Regions from separate parts of the Mus musculus genome. Here regions 1, 3, 4, 5, 6 and 7 are each linked to region 2. The links are chromatin contacts, called in public Hi-C, HiCAR-type, HiChIP or PLAC-seq and promoter capture Hi-C maps. All regions are on one chromosome and are shown on one strand. Each heading gives the region's core, a stretch centred on a gene start, on an enhancer-like site or on the middle of the called end of the contact. The rest is flanking DNA. Distances are from core to core; before and after follow the strand shown. Region 1 holds the start of A330023F24Rik (RIKEN cDNA A330023F24 gene). Region 2 holds the start of A130010J15Rik (RIKEN cDNA A130010J15 gene). Region 3 holds the start of Cd46 (CD46 antigen, complement regulatory protein). Region 4 holds the start of D730003I15Rik (RIKEN cDNA D730003I15 gene). Region 5 holds the start of Cr1l (complement component (3b/4b) receptor 1-like). Region 6 holds the start of Cd34 (CD34 antigen). Region 7 holds the start of Ppp2r5a (protein phosphatase 2, regulatory subunit B', alpha).

Region 1 (3,113 bases), core at 168-2,667, 1.8 Mb before region 2:
CAGCCCATTCAATAGGAAGCCCAGGGTAATGGCGACAGCAGCAGCAGTTCTGCCCTACCTTGCCCGATAGTTTCCAGGGGAGCCAAGAATTATTTTTGCCGCAACACTGAGGTGTGGCAGATTGGAAAATTCCCTTTTCTGACACCAAAGCAGAGGACAAATATTTTCTTCCAATTTGTTCAATCCTCTTCAAATCCATCTCCCCAGTCTCCTCCCTCCAAAAAAAAAAAAAAAAGTTTGAGGCATTTTAAGCTCTTCCTCATAGTTCCTGAAATTTAAAAAAAGGTAAAGGAAGACGCTTCAGTTGGGCAGTCTGAAGCAGGCAGACTCACCTACGCACACCCCTAAAAGAGATTTTAGAAGCTGCTGGGCTTCTCTCCCTCCCCTTTAAGCAAGTGAAATGCAAATTCAGATTTGATACTCTGTCCTTAGCCAATCAAAAAGAGGTTTTCACCTGCCATTGGCCCTCCCACCAATGAGAGGAAGTGTCTGAAATAAGAGCCCTCCCCTGGCCAATGGAAGGCCAGCTCAGTCACTTAGTTAATGATGCAGCAGTACAGGGAAGGCCATCACATGTGAACTGGAAGGGAGCCAACATGGAGACACAGAGAAAGCAAGGTAAACAACTTTCCAACGCCAAAAGGATGACATTTAATCTCTAAATGTTAGCTTCCCACCTAGACTCATCTTTAACCCTTCTGCTGGTCCCACAGATCCCAGGAGCTTCACTACCTGTCTCCACAGAGCTCCTAACAAGATGCAACAGTGACTGCGTCATCATTCCCCACTTTTCTCAACTACGCAGTGACAACCTCCCAGCATCACCCCACTTCTCTCAGCCCACACCCTACCCTATGCCGATGCTCTTCCACCACCCCAGATGCCCACAACTAGACGTTTTAATAAGAGAATGCCTGGAAAAACAGTCCCTCTTGCCTGCTTCTTGTCACTTCTCACTCTCTTCCTTTCCCATAAGCCTGCACAGATGGACACTGACACCCAAACAACCTGGAAAACCAGTCTCTCCATCCACCAACAGAAAACAGGGTAAAGGGTGAAAGGTTAAGTGGGAAGCCGGGGATGGTTCACTCCTCTCCTCTATCCTGGTCAGACTTAAATAGATGACACTAAGGGAGAAGAAATTAAAGTAAAAATAAAATAAAATAAACCTCCAAGGGAAAAAGACAGCAAAAGGCAAGAAAGAAGGTAAGAAAAACAGCACCCACATACCCTAGACATTGCCCTTATCACAAGAAATACATACGTGGAAGAAGTGGGTTACGCCATCAAGTCCTTAAGCCACACTGGACCACCAGTCGTCTCCTGCACAGTCCCAAATCCCTGTCCAGATACAAGGTGCCGCAGTCCTGAATGTTCCAGAATCCACTCTGATTAAGCCTTCCACTGCCACCCTACCAACTCTTGTACTCACTCCTGCCCCCACCCGTTCCCACGTACTCCCCATGGGAACTGCCTGTGCCACCTTGCGTGACATCTTAGCCTAGGCTACCCAGAGGCCTCTGGACACCCAACAGATTTCTGAACGCTTGGCAGAACCTGGTGCCCAGTGTTGCTATGACTTGTTTCTTGATTTTTCTCTCCGCTGCAGCACGGCTGCTGCTAGCAGACCTATCGACAGCTTGTATGCTCATGCTGGCTCTCTCTCTCCTTCTCTCTCTCTCCCCCCCTTCTCCTGTCTCCTCCCCCCTCTCTCTTCTATCCCTCTCTCTCCTCTGTCTCTCTCCCCTCTCCCCCTCCTCTCTCTCTCTCTCTCTCTCTCTCTCTCTCTCTCTCTCTCTCTCTCTCTCTCTCTCTCTCTCTCTCTCTCTGAGCGCTGTGACGCAGATCTAAATTCTCCAGTCTGCTCCTTGTGTTGCAGAAGCAGAACTGCAGCTTTCCCTCTGGAGAGGCAGAGGGCAGTGCCAAGGCTGGTCAAACAAGGAAAAAAAAAAGTTGGACCTACATTCTGTTTTCTTGGCCACACATTTTAGCCTGGTTTTTTTTTTTTTCCTTTCTTTCTTTCTTTTTCTTACCTAACAGCTCCGTAACACACAGGTCCCTATTTCTGCAGCCTTTCTTCTTCACTTTGAGATTCATGGGAATAAGACTAGCTTTAACTCTTTGAATGGCAGCTCCCAGGGCTCAAATCAACCAGGGCTGTCCTTAACTAAATATTGCATCATCTTTTCTTGAGCCATATGGGCTTCTCCTAGCCATAGGCTAAAATAGTCCTCACCATGAGACCACCATTTCATTAACTCTTTCTGTCACGACAAGTCCAAAATTATAATCATGGTGCCCAGACATTATTTTTCTGACATTATTTTTGCCTTTTTATTTCATCTCTTTTTTTTGTTCATTTTGCTTGTTTGTTTGTTTTGTTTTGGGGCATGAAATCAGGACTTTTAAATCCTGAATTTCCTAAGGCTAAAAAGCATAATTAAAACATTTTTTTTGCTAACTCCACAAATGAGATCCTTCTATCAGATCAGGTATTTTAAAGAATAAACCAAACAGCAGCCTGAAGAAATCCAGAGTAATGTACGTCTATTCATTCAGTGTTTAAAATTTTAGAATCTAGTTAGGTATGTTCAATTACTTCCCCAAAGGCAGGAAGGCCACACATCTAAGATTTGTTGCTGAGTCATTTCTTCCCAAGATCCTTCTGACAACAAAAAAGACAACAGAATGATGGCCAAGCCTAGACCTAACATAGCCAATACCTGTTTCTTCCCTAGGATGGGTAACCAGATGAACCCCCAGTCCTTGAGCAATACTTTAACACATCCACATACCTGGAAACTCTTATGAGGAAAGTTCCACTGATGCTTCAGAGCCAGGTACAAGTTACTTTAGGGTAGTGACAACTCTTAGCAGCAAAGCACAGCTTCTAACATCCCCTTTCCTGACAATGCTACAAAGAATAGCTCAGATACTAACCCAATGAACCCTACATAACCAGACACATTCAACAAGGCTCATGTTCCAACTATTATATATATAACTTATTATATATATAAATGTTTTCTACACCAGCCTCTAGCTAGATGTTTTAGATGTGTTTGGGTCCTGAGGCAATAAGCTGATTCATAAAATGCATCTTGCAACTTTCA
Region 2 (3,121 bases), core at 226-2,725:
CTGAGTTCCTTCTCCCAGGCACTTAGAAAGTTTTTCAGGGCTGGGAACAAACTCTCTGGAACACTAAAGGAGTACAGCAGAATTGATGGTTGACCAGGCAGCCACGAAATCCGGGCAGTAAACACCCGCAGGGGAGTCATGGTTAAGCAGTTGTCATCTTCACGGTTCAGGTCAAATGTGTAAGAGACTGGATATCCCAGGAGTATCCCAAATACAGTGCAGAGATTCCAGTCTGAGGAATGTAGCCTGGTGTAGGAGACTCCCTGAGACACATCTTTCTTAAGTCCTCGAAAACGTGTGATGACGTCAGCTATGAGAGATTTCAAGTCCGGGAGCTGGTCCACCGACCGGACAGAAGGATGAGGTTGGGAGCGGGAAACGTCCACGAAAGCTACAGTACCAAGCAGTGTCTGTTCCAAATGCTGACAGGCATACTCAGGACTGACAATAAAGTTATTCTCTCCAATCTCAAGAATGTGAAGTCCTGGCTCCAGGAAGCCCAGCCCCTGTAGTTCCTCCAGATAACTTTGGAGCGCCAATACTCCTGCAGAGTTGCAATCATAGAGTACAGCTGGCTTCAGCCCGCGGGCCACAGCCAGCACCTCTCCTGCCAGGTGAAGGCAGGTAGCTCGAGGTGGGCATTTTCTCTTGCCCATGCCCAGAGTCTGCTGAGCAGCTGCCACCAGCAGCTGAGGGCTTGGTGTTGACATAAGATCTGGAAGTTACATGACATATGGCCTCCTTAGCTAGCCACAGTTCCTTTCCCTGGGCCACACACAGTTCAGCTCCCAGCACTTGAGAAAGATCCTAGAAACAATATGGTAGGGGGAAATCGTTAATACTGTCAAGATGGGGTCACCAATGCTGCACCCCATTTCTCTGGCAGACTTAAGTTTACGAAATCGTCCTTCTAGTCACATTTACATTGTCTCTGGCTTCGATTCTAACTTTTACCTGGTGCAATTTATGCTCTGGGATTCAAACCTTACAGCAAAAGTTACCACTTCTCCCAAAACTGTCCAACTGGGACAGAACTCTGGGCTCTAAACTTCAGCGCCTGTAAGCTCTCCATTGCCAGCTCCTCAGACAGATCTCCACAGAGCGCTCACAGCAGCCTGATCAAACCAGCATAAGCTACAACGCGGAGTAATCACCGCCTCACCCTGCGACACTCAGGTAAGAGAAGCCGCTAGAACTGGGGCACGAGCCAGTTTAACACTTGCTGGACCCTCTTCCCTTCTAGGAAGGCACGCTCCCACCGCCACACCTACCCACACGTGCCTACGCGGTGGTAGACTAGTTACAAAAGGAAGCGCTCTGCCTCAAGACACTCGGCTAGCATTTCCGCCGCAGGTTCGGGGGCGCAGGAAGCCCTTCCGCCTGCCCGCCAGCGGCGTAGTGCCCTCCCACGCCCCACACTCGGTACTGTGAAAACCCGACAGTGTGTGCAGAAGCCCAGGGAAAGACAGCCTGACGTGCATGCGCACTGGCTTACTCCGCCTTTCCGTGACGTCATTTGAAAAGCAAACGCAAGCCAGAACCTTTGAAGAGGCTGCGGACGGAGTGGGAGGTAAAGCCACCTTAGACCCGCCCCTTCCGGTAGAGCCCCTGCGGGCGGGCCTTGCGAGGCGGAAGTGGAAGTGGGGGAGAAGCCGCTGGGACCGCCAGTTGTCAGTCCGCGGAATAAGGGACACCTCTCCTGTGGGCAATGCTGTAAAGCTTTATTTTGTATTATTATTTTTTTAATGTACCTAAATTCTGAACTTGACAGGTATGCCAAGGCCATGCATATTCACTCCTTTTTTAAAAATCGCCTTATTGTGTGGGCGTGCACAATGGCGCCCTGTCAGCTCTCGCTTCCACCTTGTAAGAGGGTCCGAGGTACTGAACTCAGGAAGCCAGCCTGCTGAGCAAGTGCCATTAACTGCTGAGCCAGTACTGTTGTACTATGTGTTGCAGGGGCTGGCCCGGAACGGGACTTCTCGTTCTCTGGTTTATGCCGCGTTGGGGATTGAGCTCTGGAATTCACGCGTGCCAAACACTACTAACTGTATGTCTGCAGCCTGAGTATTCACTCTCAGTGTGCCGAGGTACTGCATTGTACCTTCTTCATGGAGCTCAAAGCCCGAGAGTCCAGTTTGCTGATCATCTTATTTTAAAAGATTGATTTTTATTTCCATTCATAAGTTTGTGCAGGTGCCCAGGAAGCCAGAAAAGGGAGTAGGGTCACCTGGAGCTGAATAAGTTAAAAATATTGTGAGCTGCCTAACACGGGCTTTGGGAACGGAATTCAAATCTTTGGGAGAAAAAGCAGGTCTCATCTCTACAGCCACACTGTTGTGGTGGGGATTTGTTTGTTGAGACAATGTCTTGCTATGTATTCCTCAAACATGACAATCCTCCTGCCTCAGCCTCGGAAGTTCTGAGGTTAGAGTCTACCCTAATTGAATGATACCTCAAGGAGTTATCTATACCTCAAGGAGGATGGGCAAAACTAAGGAGGGGAACACCATCTAGGAAGCCAAAGGTGAGTTAACATCCTTACTGGCCGCTTCAAGGCCACCCATGCCCCTGACCATAACCTCTGACCCACTGCTTTGTAAGTAAACCTAATGGACTCCTTGGTACCCCAGATTGAACTTCGGTGGAACTGTACCCTCATCTGCCATTAGGACCTTAGAAAGTGCCTTGTTCCTTTCTCCAGAGAAGTCTTACAGCAGATAGGAAGGTCAAATGTTGACATAAGGAATTTGCCTATATCTTCTGTGAAGGAAATCTTAAGAAAACTCTAGCCTGGACAAATGGCCCCAAGTTATGGGCAGCAAAATGGAGACCCAGACTGGAGGTTTTACAGTGGTGCTATGCTGGTACCTTCATACCAAAAAGGACCAGCAGTGTGTTAAAGACAGACAGACAGTATGTAAGGAGGATCAGTTTGTAGGGCCTGCCAGTCTAACTTAGGTTCTCAGCTCAGGGGGAGTCAGTACTAAAAATTGATAGAACCAGTACTCTAGCTTTATATTTTTTTCTTCCCAAGTTTATTTTACGTTCTCATGATAGTTAGCAATAAATCTCCAAATTGAAAGACGTAGGTCATTTATTACAGCACAAATATCTTAGA
Region 3 (2,790 bases), core at 175-2,674, 1.9 Mb before region 2:
ATTATCATCATGGCAGGAAGCATGGTGGCATGCAGGCAGACATGGTGCTGTGGAAGGAGCTGGGAGTTCTACATCTGAATCCACAGGCAACAGGCAGAGAACTGGTTTGAGCTTCTGAGACCTTAAGGCCCATCCACTAGTGACACACTTCCTCCAACAAAGTCACACCTACTCCAACAAAGCCATATCTCCTAATAGTCCCACTCCCTATGGACCAAATATCAAACACATAAGTCTATAGGGGCCATTCCTATTCAAACCACTGCACCCACCCTCTGAAAACAATGTAAACATAATTCCCGAGACACACAAAAAGCCCTAACCCTGATTTCTCTACCACTTAAATGCCCTTTCATCCCACTGTCTTACCACCCTTCAAAAAGCATACAGGAGATTGAGTCCTATTTTGGTCCACACCCCCGCACTCCCCCTTGCTTCTCTTTGACAGTTTAACAAGATATTTCCCATGAACTGGAAAAAACACCAAATTTGAATCCTCTCCTTCATCCAAAGGTTTGACATTTGTCAGGATCCTGGGATGTTCACAGTCAACACTGTCACTGAAAGCATTCCTAACCAGGGCTAAAACATAATAGCTCAACTTCAGGGGTGTGCTTGCAATGCTTGCCACAGAGAAGTGTTCTGTGCAATAATTTACAGCAACCATGTGGAGGGTGGGGGTGTGACTTTAGAAGCTGAGAATCCAATGGGAAAACCTTTGAGAGTTGAGGATTGTGAGATGAGGCTGTAAGAGAATTCAAATGAGGAAAATATAAGTACTTGTCCTAATCAGCTGTGACTAATGCCAAATACAAGTCTGAGGCAGCCTCCTGATAGTGCTTTAGGTCTATTTTATAGGTTCCCGCACTTTTATTCTTCAAGTTCAAGTTCAGAGCAATGATCACAGGGCCAACAAGTCTTTCCAGCCTTCTGGAATAAAGCGGTCTCTTTGTATATGTAAGCCAAGGTACGCCCCAGCTGGTAAGCACACCTTAGAACAGCTATAGAGCCGCTGAAGAGGGAATACTGAGCTGCATCTTTAAGAAAACAGCCCTGAGAGGAGCACAACCCTGACATGCAACTGAGGACAAGGCTTGTGCCATCCAAGCTGAGGAGTGCAGCAAAGCTGCAGAGGACTTGGGAGTAACGCAGCTAGGTAAGGAAGGAGCACAGCAAAGTGGGACAATGGAAAATAGTTGAGAAGCCCAAAATTCCTGGCGGGAGCGCAACCTCATGGCCCAGCCGCTTGAACTGAGGCCCCACCTTACTGCCAGCCGATTGGCCTAGCTAGCGCTACCAGTCACCAGCCTGCCAGGAGCGGCCTGGCCACGCCCACCTGTTGTGTCGCTCAGCACACTTTAGTTTCAGGATTGTTGCGTCTGTTCACCTATCTTAAAACTTGCTCTCTGGCTTCCTGGCGCCCAGTTTCCCTTTCAGTCTGGTAACATGACGGCGGCGCCTCTTATGCCAGACTCAACGCACCCCTGTCGCAGAAGGAAGAGCTACACTTTCTTCTGGTGCTCCTTGGGCGTCTATGCTGAGGCCCTTCTGTTTCTGCTGTCTCATTTATCTGGTACGATCCAGGAGAGAGGCTGTGTCGCAGGGAAGCTGGGAGGAGTTCAGGAGTTCCTGGTAGAGCCCTCTTAGGGTTGTGTAAATGTGTGAGTTTTGCTGTGACTATGGAGATCATTCAGTCCTCACCCCGAAAGTGCAGATTTCCTTAGTAGGCAGTAGTTAAGGGGTGGGCAGCCTGAGTGGAGGGAGGGGTAGATGTTCACTTAGAGCCCCACTGTGTCAGTAGCAGATTGCACGGCTTATGCTGTGGGCAAGCAACTCTGGGTTTAGAAGGGAGGGAAAGTCACACTTGGCCTCCCCCTTTAAGTCAAATTTCCTTGTTGCCCGAGGCAGTATGTATGGGCTTGGTTTATAAGTGGCTATTTTGCTGGGCATGGTGGCGCATGCCTTTAATTTAGGCAGAGGCAGGTGAATTTCTGAGTTCGAGGTCAGCCTGGTCTACAAAGTGAGTTCTAGGACAGCCAGGGCTATACAAAGAAACCCTGTCTCGAAAAAAAAAAAAAAGTGGCTATTTTGTTTGGCTTTTCAATTTCATTAGATTCCCCCCCCCCCCACACACACACATATACAGTGTGTTTAATCATATTCCTTACACTCCTACTCCCTGCTTGGAATTAGTGTCCATTCCTAGCCAAAGCAGACAGTGTCTGATTCTATTACCAAATGGCTCTGAGATCTTATCTTCCTTTACAGATAAAGTCATAGTAGAAAAAGGACAATCTAGACATCACTCCTGAGACAAGAAGTATAAGTAGCACTCTGGTTTTCACCTTAGCTCATGAACTAAAACTCAAGCTTTATCCCACCACATTTGGATGGTGTTTCATTACATGGAATAAATACTATACATGGTTAGTTACTTTATAAAATTTACACAAAGAACAATACTTCTGTTTTCTTCTGTTTTGCAACACTCTGTGTTTGTGACATATATACATAATCTTGTTCATATAGTCTGTATTTCTATATTTTTTCTTATCAGTATCCATCCAGCAACTTTTGCCTTCTATGTTCCAGACTCTGTGCTGGTCCGGAGGATGGAGATGTTGGGAGACAGTGACAAGCCTGTCTTGGTTTTGTGAGCCTCTTCCACTGATTGTTCACACACATATATGTATAGGAATGTAAGCAGGCACTTTATTGTGCTGATAGATCCCTAGTGGCAATACATAGTATATGATCTATAAATATTTGCTAATAATAACCAAAGCTTAA
Region 4 (2,918 bases), core at 384-2,883, 1.9 Mb after region 2:
ATTTTAATCTTCAAGTCTTTTCTAATATTTTTATTTTATGTACATTGTGTTTTGCCTGCATGTATGAGGGAGTTGGTCCCCTGGAACAGGGGTTACAGACAGCTGTGAGTTGCCATGTGGTCCTCTGGAAGAGCAGCCAGTGCTCTTAACTGCTAAGTCATCTTTCCAGCCCAACCTTCAGGTCCTTTAAACTGGTTAGAGGTGGATAATTACAGGGACTAAAGTTCTAAAATGTTTGCACATCCATGTTTGCATATGAACTCAGAAGGGTTGTATTTATTTTTGGAATGCAAACGAAAGAACACACCAGATTCTCTCATTCTTGTCACATTCTCCACGATTAACCTTTCTTTTAAAAAGTGGGGATAGGGGGTTGGAAAGAAGAAACTGAAGCACTCAACCATTAGAAACCACTTTTATCATTAAACACTTCAAGTTTCCCAATACCATAAAGGCCAGAGGCTATCATTTTACAGCTTATACAGAGACAACCCATGTGAAACCTGAGGCTCCCTCACTAACAGAATGCAGGTCACTGTGACATGGCAAACAACTCTGTGTGTCAAAAGAACAGCTCACTTTCTGATGACAGGGCTGCGGTGCCAATTTTACAAGGTGCCTGGCATTCATTTCTTCAACACTAAACTTTTATCTGGTTCCTGATCCCACACATTATGGCAAATCTCGAACACCAACCCTCTCTGGTCATCCTCATGTGAGATGGGAGAGAGGGTGGGGGTCAGTGCACCCCCTGTCTTCAAAGTTGAGCTGATGCAAGCAGATGTCTTCCTTTCCAATCTAACCACACATCCTTGACCCGGTTACTCTGGATGACAGACATGTCCTCCTCCACTCCTCACAGACATGCAGGAAACCATCTTGAGTTCAGCAGGGAAGATACAGAGATCGGAAGCCCCTTAGTAAGACCCCGGGCCAGGGTCTCCTCAGCTGGTCGCAGGGTCAGCCACCACGTTTACTCTCGCTCTTCACAAGTTTTCATTACAACCCAACACTACCTAAACTTGAACTCTGATAAGTTTCACCCACCAGGGGACTTTCTAGAACTTGCTTCGGTTGAAAGAGGTGTGGCCCACAGACCCAGATGCCACACCTCTCTGACTGACATCGCTCTGGACCTGCAGTGCAAGGGCTGTCCACACAGTCGGGCTCAGCTGCCCCGGGCTCTGCCGACTGACCCCACGGGTGCACCTACGTGACCCGGAGAGGACACCCCACACAACGCCTCACCTCAGATGAACCTGGCGACCCACTCCTGAGGGGTCCCGTGTCCGAGCTGTGGAGACCTTGTGCAGTCACTTCACGTGACCTGAAGACCCCGCTCACCAAGAGGACCAGGGCTTGCCGCCTCACCTCATGCAACCCCATCCTCGTCGCGAGGGGACCCTTACCCAAACCCATCACGACCCGCCTCACCTCACGTGACTCCGGCCCCCCAGTCCTGAGGGGAACCCCCACCTGAGCATGCCGCCTCACGGAGTCACGTGAGGACCCCACCCGAGCCCGTTGCGACCCCGCCGCCTCACCTCGCACGACCCTGACACCTCAGAGCTAAAATTAGACAGGCGGAGCGGCGCGCTCACGTGCGCGCGGCCCGGAAGGGCGGAGGCCCGACTGCGTGAGTCATCAGCCCCGCCCCTTCACGGAGAACGCTGTGACGTAAGCGCGCTGCCGAGAAGCCGGGATAGAAAGTTCGAGTTTCGCTGTCTTAAAGGGGCCGTAGCTCGCACTGCACCCGTTCGGTCACCTCAAACAAAAAGTATGCTGTCCAGGTCACAGAGCTGACCATCGTCAAGCTCTTAATCATTGCCATAGGGCTGGCTCCAGAATTTTCATTTTTTTCGTGCTAAAGTTTGGCTGACCTAGGGCCCAGCCCTGTGGAGCCTACCCATGAGTTTTCTGGAACTGGAGAGGCTGTGCTTAAGAGACCTGGGCTGGCCCATTAGGGCCAGAGCTGCCCGAGGCAGGCCTTGCTTCTCAGTCCTGAGCCATCCACTGTGGTCACGGTCATGCCAAGAACAGTTTCGGAGAGGTCGCACTGTGGGAAGGGAGCCCAGTGGGACAATGGCAGGTGGTCACAGTCCGTCTTCTGGCTACTCACGCCAGACACACGGGAAGTCCTCAGCGTGGACATTTAGAAGCTAACCATTCCTGTCCTTAGTCTCCATACCTGTGTGACCTGCCCTGTCTCCTGTCCATCATGCTTCTGTGATTTCGGTTTTGCTCCGATACGTGGAGTCTGTGGTCAAACATCTTTGTGCCCACCAGGAGATGGAGAAAGCCCAGGCAGCCCCAGGTGCCCAGGAAAAGACTGCAGGGCAGCCACTTCTTGGTGCAGGCACCTGCAGTGAGCTTTCTTACTTTCATTCAGGGGAGATCACCTGCCTGAGATCTTGTGGCCTGTGAGGAATAGAGGGTCTTAAGCAGTTCGCGTGCACAAGCACATGCACGCGCACACATACAAATTGATAAATCCGGAGGAATTCTAAGTCAGCACATCACAAAGACACCAATACACCCAAGTTTATTGCTGCACTATTCACAATAGCTAAATAAAGAACTAACCCAGATGGCAATCAACAGATACATGGTTAAAGAACATGCGTTCTATATGTATACATGTATGGGATTTTAAAAATTATTTATTTACATGTATGTGGGTGAGTATGGGAGCAAGTGCTACAGTGTATCTGTGGAGATCAGAGAGCAGGTTGGTTCGTTCCTTCCACCAGGTAGGTTGTAGGGAATGAACTCCGGGTCTGAGGATTATTGAAGTCTTTATCTGCTGAGCCATCTTCTGGCCCCAGCAATTGAATTTTGCTAGCAAAGAATGAAAATTGCTGTAGGAAAAATGGATGGAACTGGAAATCATTGTGTTAAGTGACCTAAGCCACACTTGG
Region 5 (3,143 bases), core at 257-2,756, 2.0 Mb before region 2:
CAGGAGCTAAACCCATCAAGGACTCAGGGAAGAAAGTGGATGCTAAAATGTAACCTCCAAACAATGTGGGGATAGCAGTGTATTCTGATAGCATATGGTGCAAGAAAGTATACTTACCTGCAATATAACTTCTTCCATACTTTTTCGAGAATAACTTAAATTCTAAATCCAAAGTGCTAGCAGGACTGGTTCCATATGAAAGCTTCGGGGAAGAATCTGCTTATTTGTTCCACATTTTAGAGGCTGCTATCATTTGCTCTCTGGAGGCAGCAACTTTGATCTCTGCCCTCATTGTTCTTCCTCTCTGATTTAGGACTATGTTCCTGTAAGGTTCCTTAGGGTTATTAAGCCCACTTTGGCAGACAGGATTACCTCCCCACTTAAATGTTCTTGATTTAATTTAATTAGCCATTTCTTTTCCTGCCGTATAAAGTACCTATCACAGGTTCTGAAAACAGAATGTGGACATGTTTGTTCGCATGTCCTATTTCTCTCTTGGAATATTTGAGTTCTTAATTCTATTCCCCAAACTTGGCTCTTTATATTTGTTATTTCTAGAAGCACTACCACCAATCTCTGAGTAGGGCTCTCTCTCTCTCTCTCTCTCTCTCTCTCTCTCATTAGTATTAAGAAAGGAATTAAAATTCAGTGCAAATCCTGTTTATTCCATTTCTGAAAACTTATTAATTGTTCATCTGCCATCAAATCTCACTTGGATGATGGCAAGGCCTGGCTTCGCTCCCTGATTCATTACTGCACTATCCTGGTCTAGGCTGAATAGCACTGACATGGTTGTGAACAAAAACTTCCGGAAAGAAACTGCGTCTGACTGTGAAAGGAAATTCCTGAAAGTTAACTGTTTCTGCAAAGACTATTGGCTGATTAGAATTTCAGTACTCTGGAGAGATTGCAATTTTGCTGGTCCAGAGACCAATAATTACCTTATCTTGGGCTAAGTCAGAACTAACATCATGATACAATAGATACAAAACAAACAAACAAACAAACAAACAAAACCACAAACAACCTTTTAGAATCTACTGACTTATCAGGCAACTAGCTTCTACCAATACAAAAGCCGAGTGCCATTAGAGTCATCCTGAGCCTATAGAAAAGCTTCCACTACCTGCTTCTTGTATGTACCCAACAATATATTTTAAACTTGCCTTAATTTGTGACTTTCTCTGCTCTGTAAAACCACAAAAACTTTATGAAACTGCTTCCATGAAATTTGGGGTGACCATATCATTGTTCCAGGGTCATGATCACTCAAAATGGCTTCAGAATAAACTCCTAATCCTTTTAAGATGAGAGCTATGGTTTTTACCTTTCATTTTTTGTTTCCAGCGGCACGTTACATCCGAATTCATCATAAGGAAATAGGTTCTTACTGTATACTAGACAGGGTATGCAACTGTCAGCTCACTGTTGCAGATTAGGGTTAGGCTCCACCCTTGCAGATTTTTAAAAGGAGTAAGGCCGGGCTATATGCAAACCGAGTTCCCATAATGCCTTGTTTTCTTTGGAGTCGAAGGTTCCTGCAAGTGGAAAACTTCCTGGAGCTGACCTACTAGGTATTGAACCAGTTTCTGCATTGCTGAATCAATCTCCCAAGGGTAATTCCACAGAAATCCCAGGGGCTTGGAGTAAACAAGACCGCGCCTAGCCCAGCTAGAGGAAGTTTTATTCCGGAACCCAGCGCCATTTCTGGGTGGGACTGCTTTCTACACCATTTGCCGTAAAACGTTGTTTGAGAACGGTGTGAGGGGAATGGAGGTCTCTTCTCGGAGTTCAGAGCCTCTGGATCCGGTGTGGCTCCTTGTAGCCTTCGGCCGGGGAGGAGTCAAGCTAGAAGTTTTGCTGCTGTTCTTGCTGCCATTTACTTTGGGTGAGCTGCGGGGAGGCCTGGGGAAGCACGGACACACGGTTCACCGGGAACCCGCGGTAAATAGGCTCTGCGCAGACTCCAACGCTGGTCTGGGCTGCCTGTGAGTGCTCAGCGCCCCTTTCCCATGGGTGAGCGTGGGGCGCCCTCTACCCAGATCTTGGGTCGTACGCAGCCGGCAGGAACGCGTGGTCTCCCAGCTGCTTGTCTTTATTAGCTGTACGCTGTGCTTTTCTGTGCTGAATGTAGTGAGAGAAACGGTGTGGGGAGCAGGGGGTTGCAGGAATATTGAGAGATGCAATTTCTAATCCTAGAATTTGGTTATGAGGAAAGTTAATATTTTTGTGTTTCCTTATCTGTGAAATGGAGATATTGATGTCTTTCGTGGTATTGGTATTTAATAGGTGCCATCAAATATCTAACCCAATTTCAGCTCCTTAATTTATTTCTATCTTGAGACATTCCCTATGCACTTTCTCCGAAGGCCTAGACAAACAGGCCCAGGGATACAGTTTTCACACAGTGAGACTGTGTACTTTATCTCCCACCCCAAATCCTCATTAACTCCCTTGAGCTTCCACTTTAAGGAAGGTCCTTCCACTCCCACTCCAAGGTAAGATTTGAAAAGCTAGCAAGCCTCAAGGTGCAATGAAATATTTGCAAGTAGAAAAGACTGTAGAATTTACATATTAAATTTTACTGATGGTTAAGAACAAAATAGAGTGCCCATTTTACCCACCATGAAAGTTCTAATTTCCCTTTCCTTTCTCCTTAATCAGAACTTTCTAAGAGAAAGACTTCCTTGAAGTCTTTTGCATTGTTTGTTTTTTATTGTATTTCCAAAGTTAAATGAAAATGATTTTTTTCCAACATATAGTTATTGGTTACATATTATTTGACTCTCTCTGCCACATAATTAATGCTGCTAAGACTTAAAAGAAAATAACTGAGTCTAGAAGTTAAATCAAAATATGTATTGGAAAGTACATTAACAAAATGAAATGCAGTTTCATTTTTTAAATTATATTATTTTTTCCCCGTTGACCATAGTACTGATCCATTCCTGAGTGCCAGAGAGGAGGATCATGCATGGTCCATTGTAGCTAGCTGGAGAACTGAGAGTATGAGGGATGATGCAAGTTCTTTTATCCAATGTAATGTTGCTGTGTCTCATTCAACAGGTCACTGCCCAGCCCCATCACAGCTTCCTTCTGCCAAACCTATAAATCTAACTGATGAATCCATGTTTCCCATTGGA
Region 6 (3,086 bases), core at 582-3,081, 1.8 Mb before region 2:
CTGATCTCTCTTGCCCCTGAAAAAGTGACACTTGTGGCTGTCTAGAAGATGTTCACACTAGCTTCTCATGGGACAGAAGAGAACTATCTCTTCAGAGTGACTTTCCATTCTACACCAACTTTCCCAGTAATAACATCACGGTTGTCTACTGTGGGACATTTTAAATTACATAATTCATCAGTTTAATTTATTTTACAATTTATTCCAGGACAGAAAATAATAGTATTAACAAACAGAAGAATCTCAACACAAACCCTAGGAAGTTCTTGGAGAAAGTACAGAGCCTTGGCCGGCTTATGAAGTCTAGCTGGGTTGGGAATGGTGGCCCCTGCCCTGTCCTTTACCCTAAAGTTGAGACACTGATATCTTCAGCATATTTCCCCAAGGTTTGCAGAGGTTTTTTTGCTCTCTCCACCCTGCCCCATTCAGCCCAAGACAAGGCTGATACTGGCCAGCTGAGGAAATAAGAAAAGACAGCACTACACCCAGACTTGGGTCAGTGCTGAGCTGAGTGACCAAAAGAGTAAGTACAGAGCATCTGATGAGGACTCCAGCCCGTGGTCACCTACCCGTGCACAGTGTAGCATCATTCTGGGCATTTTTGTCCAAGCAAGTTTTACTCCATCAAAATGGACATGTCTAGCGCTGCCAATCAGGAGAACCCAGAACCTAATTCAACTTCTCCTCTGCCAGCTCTCTTTGGGATAGACCCAAAGGCAATGGAGCAGAAGACTGGGAGAAAAGAGGTCTTGTGGGTAGATCCAGGCTACTCTACATGTTGAGTGTCCTTTAAGATATACAATGAAGATTTAGGAGCCCCAAGGGTTAAAAGCAAAATGAGTAATTCACAACCCTGAAAACCTCAAAGGACATGAGTTGGGATGAAGAACAACACCCTCCAGTGCAATAAAGTTTGCTATAGACTGAGTGAATACTATTTTTTGCCAACCTAAGAGGGGAAGAACTTAAGAAGTAAGAGTATGCGTGGGCAGCAGGAGGTGTCTTGGCCTGTCCACTAGCTTTAGAATCTGAAGGGAAGCAGAGCAAGAAAATTCCAACTAGCAATGAATGTATGTTTGTGCACGGGGAAGACTGGTGAGCAGAAGGACTTGGTGTGTACACCAAACCACCTCCCTACTAGCATCTGCATGGTTTCTGCAGGGGCGACTCTAGCTTTCTAATCTGAAATTTAAAATTGTCCTTTTTTTCCTCTCTGCCTGTTCTTTATTCCAGACTCTTCCACTAATGTCCCTCAGTCCTCCTTAAAGGTCTCCTGGCCCTTACTGGAAATGGCTACCCTCATGAATTCTTTATGTCCAAGTCCTGGGAACAATGGGTGCCTGGACCCTTCTCTGGACCACTCTGGGTCCTTGCTTCCTCAATTAAGGAGAGTTACAGAACTTTTCCTTCCTTCTGTCTGCATTCTAGCCTCAACTTTGAGCTTTGCACCTCCAGCCACGCAGAGGAGCTGGCGTCCCCCAGCACTACCTGAGTAAGCTCACTTCTGCGTGCTGGAGCGCAGGATTCCCAGGTGAGGTTAGTGGCCGGCGTCTTCCCTCCTCCCGGCCCATAGCCTGGTCCCTTGGCCCTCAGCTGTTAATACTCACGCAGCAGACTCATCAGGCAGAGAGCTACCCAGCGCCATGGCAGCAGGAGCCCCGCGCGCGTGTCCCTGTGGACCTGCATTCTCCTGTACCGCTCCGGAGATGCGCTCGGTGCAGGAGGCGGCCCGGCGCGGGACGCGCTCCTCCGCCCTGCGCAGGGGTGGGGGATATTGGCTCTCCTCCCCTGCTCCCTGTCCGGAGTGGGTGGGGGATGCTGGCTTATCCCCTCCCTGTTGCGTCTTGGTGAGGCCAGCCCCTCTCGTAGTTCCTACTTCACTTTTAACCGTGTGTCATCTTGGCTGCCTCTCGGCAGGGTCAAATTTCTCCTTTCTGATTTCTTTATTTTCAAGTTTTAAGTGTGGCAGGAAGCCACTGTGTACGCCTGAGTTTACAGGAGTATGATCTTTCAGCTAAGCAGGAAACAACACAATTCCAAGACACCTTTAGAGATAGTCACGGTGGAATCTGTGCTGCATGTTAAAATTGAGCAGGACACAAACAGGACACTAATAGCCTTTTCACAGTCCAGACCATCTGCTATCCTACCATCTCTCTTTTATACTCATTTTCCAGCAAAATCAACAGAATTTGTATTAACTTTCCTGTGATCATCCATATTTCCTTAGCTAGTTGGGTCATAGCAATTGTCAATACCATAGAGATAATATAGATACTCCATAGTACATGGTTTTTCTCCAATGTTCCCTTTTCAATCCTAGATTTAAGTTTCCTGATTCTATGGGAGCTTTTCTTGCCCTCCCTTCAGACAAAAGATTTCTTAGATTCTTACCCTGCCCTACCTAACAGACCTTCTAGCACTCCTTGTGCTTCTCCACGCAATGGTGCTGCATGTTGATGCGCTGGATTGCAGGATTCTGACTCGTCACAGGTCAGAAGATCAAGGCAGGAGGAGAGAGAAGCAAGACAAGGCATATAGCAGCAGGTAGAAATTGAGATAAGGCACAGAAGGGTCTGTGATGATGACTGTAAATACTTAGCCCTAGTTTTCCCATAATGTCTGGTCACATAACCTAAAGGGAGAAAGAAAGATCAGACAAACGCCCTGGATAAATTTCTGTATTTATTTCTCTGAAGATCTACCTCCACGAAGAAAGTACATTTGTTTGTGTTGCCTACCCTGGGCCTAATATACCTTGGGGTTGAGAAGAAGAGTATCAGTCCTCAAATCTATACTCTTACCCTGTTTCATATCACACCATTAAAACAAGAAGCGGAGGTTTTCATCATAATAAAGGCAGAGGCTCATTGAATACAACGACATTAAGTGAGTTTGTGTCAAAGTACAGTTGGCATATTGTGATGGAGAACCTGGAGGTAGGGTCAGAAAGGATTGCAAAATGTACTTTTAAAATTAAATTCTGGTCCTTGGAATATGAACTAAGAAGGAAATATTACACCTAATTCTTCAGTTTCAAAAGTGGATTTTCTTCTGGTACCTACATTTTGCTCATACTTTTTATG
Region 7 (2,890 bases), core at 214-2,713, 1.8 Mb after region 2:
ATATTCCCCTTCCATTAATCCCTTTAATTCCCTTGGACAACTTCTTATGCTTAGCTTTTATTTCGCAAATTCTTGATTTAATGTACCTATGTAAAATCTAGGAATCGCAAGCAAAAGGAAACAAGATATTTATGTTTTTGAAACTGGCTTATTCAGCCTAATATGATTATCTCCAGTTGGACCTATTTTCCTACATGTTATTTCGTTCTTTATGGTGGAAAAATATGTGTATACACACCATATTTCCGTTATACATTCTTCTGTTGTTATATAATTTGGTTAAGCAAATGTTTTGAGTGTAGGTTTAGAACTCTACTTTTGCATACTTCTCGATCCTCCTCAAGCATTAGGCCAGCCTACTTAACCTCCGTTTTTATGTCAAAAGGAAAAGGTGTGGGACTTGCAGAAGAGACTGCAGAGCAAAGGGGGCACTATGGGCAGGCGGGATCACTTTCTGTTGAAGCATCATACGGATGCCCAAAGCTAACATGAGCAGTTCTTGGCTTTAAATATAAAACTTAGACGGAATCTCTTAGGAAGAGATTCCCCAAATCAGCTAATCTGAACTTGACTACAGATGACTGAAGGGCCTCAGCAGAAGAGGTTAAACTTGGGCTAAGTTCGAAACGGGAAACTTCTTTTCAGAGGGCCTAGACTTGCAGAGCTCTCTGAAGTGGTAGAGACGAGCTTGCCCAAACCCCACGCGAGATCAGCGATCAGCGAACCGCGGCGCCAAGACCTCGGGAGCTACAAATGGACTCCCCAACCACCAATTACGCGGTTTAGGACCGGAGAGGAGAAGGCCCGCCCAAGAACGTAGCCCCGCGCTCCGATTGGACAAGCTCATTTCTCTCCCGGGGCTCCTTCGCCTGTCAATCACGTTGCTCTGACACGACCTTGGCCCCGCCCCCGTTCGACTGACGCAATGCTTGGTGTTCTTGGGCACCCCGGCCCTCGCTTCATGTTCTCATTGGTAAGCAGGGCGCAAAGAGAGGGAGGACGCTCTTCTGCTTTCTGAGCTGCCTGTGTAGTTTCCCTCTTAACGCGCTGTCTGGAGAACAATCCCAGCCTGGAGCCTAGCGCAGGCGTACACAAGAGCCGACAGCGGCGCGGCGTTTCCCCTTTCTCCCTCCCGAGAGCTTTCCTTTACAGTTGTGACGCACAAGGCACCCCGCTCACTGCCTTCACTTGCGATTGGTTGTGGCCCGCGTCTGTCACGTAGCCCCTCCCTCCCACCCAGCTATGGACTCTTGATAGACAGCCGGGAGGCCACGCCCCCACCCCCGTCTGCCGCTTAGCCCTGCGATTGGCCGAGGGCACTGGCATGCTTTCCCGCCCCGGCCCCCTCCGGAGACTCCGGAGGCTAGTGGGACCCCGCGGAAGTTGTCAGTCAAACTCCTTCCTCCACCCCCCGCGAGGACCTCCCCCGGGCCGCGGGAGCGCGCACGCACGCGCACCGAGTCCCCCCTCACCCGAACCAGCCACCCTCTCAAGTTGTAGCAGTTGCTTCCCGGGCGTGCTCCGTGGGCGGCCGGTGGGCGCGGGAGGCTGAGCGAGGGCGACGCTCCAGGGATCCAAGGATCCAAGGATCGGGGTACGGGTGGCCGCCCCGGGCGATGAGGGGCCATCGCTGACAGGAGAACGAGCGCTCGGCAGCGGCTCGCGCGGACCCGCGATGGAAGCGCCCCGGGAGGAGGCTCCCGGCCGGGCGGACAGCGCGGGCGGCAGCCGCTGAAGACCTGTCCGGACTCCGCGCGCTAAGGGGCCGCGAGGCGCGCCCGGCGTCCGCACCCGCGCGCTCGCCCCAGCCGTCCAAACTTCGGGCTCGCCTCCGCCCGCCCTCGTCGCCGGGCGTCAGCAACTTGTGCGGCCCGCGCGCCCCCGCCCTCCCCTCCGCCAGCCCCGGGAGGCGGCCGCGCGGCGCGGGGATGCGGCCGTGAGGCGCTGTCGGGTGAGGAGCAGCTCGCGGAGCGCGAGGGCGGCGCGGCCGGGGCCCGGGGCGCAGGGGCGCAGGCCCGCCGTGCCCGTCCCCCGCCGATTGCCCGGGCCAGCCGCCGCGGGAGGCGCCGATCGCCCGGGTCGCCGAGATGTCGTCGCCGTCGCCGCCCGCACCAGTTGCCTGCGCCGCCATCTCGGCCTCGGAGAAAGTGGACGGCTTCACCCGGAAATCGGTGCGCAAGGCGCAGAGGCAGAAGCGCTCTCAGGGCTCGTCGCAGTTCCGCAGCCAGGGCAGCCAGGCGGAGCTGCACCCCCTGCCCCAGCTCAAAGGTAACCCCCGGCCGCCCCTGGCCCGCGCTCCCGGGGCAAGCCCTACTCCCCTTCCCACCTGCGCGCTTGCCCCGCCTGCCCTTGCCTTGGCGATTTCAGGGTCCCCAGAGGTACCTGCGCTCCCTTCCCTCGTCCAGTCTTTCGACTCCCTGCCTCGCTGAGCCTCAACCCTGGTTTTCTCCAAGCTTAGCTAGTTCTTCTCTTTCTCTGTTTGTCCCTCAGTTGTCACATCCAGGGTCCAAACAAACTGCTGCCGAGTTAGCTGGCCTTTAGACGTAGCTATATAGAACTAGCTTAAAACCGGGACCAGGTGACAGATCTTACTGTCTCGTTAGACGTAAATGTTATACCTCAGAAGACCTCGATTGTCTTTGGAGAGGTTATGAAGGAAGAGTAATTTCTTTGCCGTGGAACGGGAACTTGGTTAGCGCGGCTATGCTTCCAAGGACTTTGTAAGGTTTTGTAAGTAATTCAGATTGGTATCCGTGCCTAATGCCTCGCAGGAGTGCTTGGCACTCCTTTTGGCTCTCTTTTCTCACCCGGTTTGGAGGCTTTTCATGAGTTGTTTACTGGCGTTCTTGCTTATTCTTTGAGAATTACTGGCTTTTAATTTAATAATTTT

What was found. Promoter capture Hi-C pulls out the DNA fragments that hold promoters and counts their contacts. A called contact is a pair of places that touch in the nucleus more often than the background predicts. HiCAR-type assays count read pairs that join an accessible place to other places. HiChIP or PLAC-seq counts read pairs in DNA pulled down with a chosen protein or histone mark.
Region 1: a contact with region 2 is called in an H3K27ac HiChIP or PLAC-seq map of SST interneurons, with 12 times the contacts expected there. The contact joins the promoter of A330023F24Rik here to the promoter of A130010J15Rik in region 2. A contact is called at or near these places in 5 of 39 promoter capture datasets (the 3T3-L1 cell line, embryonic stem cells, hippocampal neurons and 1 more) and 1 of 115 datasets of contacts at active chromatin or transcription factors (SST interneurons).
Region 3: a contact with region 2 is called in a promoter capture Hi-C map of erythroid cells, with 15 times the contacts expected there. The contact joins the promoter of Cd46 here to the promoter of A130010J15Rik in region 2. A contact is called at or near these places in 3 of 39 promoter capture datasets (embryonic stem cells, erythroid cells and liver).
Region 4: a promoter capture Hi-C map of erythroid cells shows a contact between it and region 2, with 7 times the contacts expected there. The contact joins the promoter of D730003I15Rik here to the promoter of A130010J15Rik in region 2. A contact is called at or near these places in 2 of 39 promoter capture datasets (erythroid cells and pre-B cells).
Region 5: a contact with region 2 is called in a promoter capture Hi-C map of pre-B cells, with 5 times the contacts expected there. The contact joins the promoter of Cr1l here to the promoter of A130010J15Rik in region 2. A contact is called at or near these places in 4 of 39 promoter capture datasets (the C10 cell line, liver and pre-B cells), 1 of 484 Hi-C or Micro-C datasets (B cells) and 1 of 115 datasets of contacts at active chromatin or transcription factors (astrocytes).
Region 6: a contact with region 2 is called in a HiCAR-type map of astrocytes, with 2.8 times the contacts expected there. The contact joins the promoter of Cd34 here to the promoter of A130010J15Rik in region 2. A contact is called at or near these places in 2 of 39 promoter capture datasets (the 3T3-L1 cell line and hippocampal neurons) and 1 of 115 datasets of contacts at active chromatin or transcription factors (astrocytes).
Region 7: a contact with region 2 is called in a Hi-C map of B cells, with 7 read pairs. The contact joins the promoter of Ppp2r5a here to the promoter of A130010J15Rik in region 2. A contact is called at or near these places in 2 of 39 promoter capture datasets (liver and pre-B cells), 1 of 484 Hi-C or Micro-C datasets (B cells) and 6 of 115 datasets of contacts at active chromatin or transcription factors (astrocytes, double positive thymocytes, fetal liver and 3 more).

What each region holds. Positions count from the first base shown.
Region 1 is chr1:195,015,703-195,018,815 of GRCm38.p6, reverse strand. A330023F24Rik (RIKEN cDNA A330023F24 gene) reads right to left here and starts at 1,417. Exons shown (of 8, transcript NR_015566.2): 1 at 1,265-1,417; 2 at 1-215.
Region 2 is chr1:193,171,931-193,175,051 of GRCm38.p6, reverse strand. A130010J15Rik (RIKEN cDNA A130010J15 gene) reads right to left here and starts at 1,475. Exons shown (of 2, transcript NM_181048.3): 1 at 1,272-1,475; 2 at 1-807. The coding sequence starts at 710. It overlaps Irf6 (interferon regulatory factor 6), which reads right to left. Exons shown (of 8, transcript NM_016851.2): 8 at 3,016-3,121.
Region 3 is chr1:195,090,882-195,093,671 of GRCm38.p6, reverse strand. Cd46 (CD46 antigen, complement regulatory protein) reads left to right here and starts at 1,424. Exons shown (of 11, transcript NM_010778.4): 1 at 1,424-1,573. The coding sequence starts at 1,447.
Region 4 is chr1:191,223,169-191,226,086 of GRCm38.p6, reverse strand. It overlaps D730003I15Rik (RIKEN cDNA D730003I15 gene), which reads right to left and starts at 1,633. Exons shown (of 2, transcript NR_151547.1): 1 at 1,545-1,633; 2 at 400-878.
Region 5 is chr1:195,129,933-195,133,075 of GRCm38.p6, reverse strand. Cr1l (complement component (3b/4b) receptor 1-like) reads left to right here and starts at 1,506. Exons shown (of 10, transcript NM_013499.2): 1 at 1,506-1,888; 2 at 3,067-3,143. The coding sequence starts at 1,771. Gm32313 (a long non-coding RNA gene) reads right to left here and starts at 1,632. Exons shown (of 3, transcript XR_865921.3): 1 at 118-1,632.
Region 6 is chr1:194,937,566-194,940,651 of GRCm38.p6, reverse strand. Cd34 (CD34 antigen) reads right to left here and starts at 1,831. Exons shown (of 8, transcript NM_133654.3): 1 at 1,608-1,831. The coding sequence starts at 1,686.
Region 7 is chr1:191,395,614-191,398,503 of GRCm38.p6, reverse strand. It overlaps Ppp2r5a (protein phosphatase 2, regulatory subunit B', alpha), which reads left to right and starts at 1,463. Exons shown (of 13, transcript NM_144880.4): 1 at 1,463-2,268. The coding sequence starts at 2,088.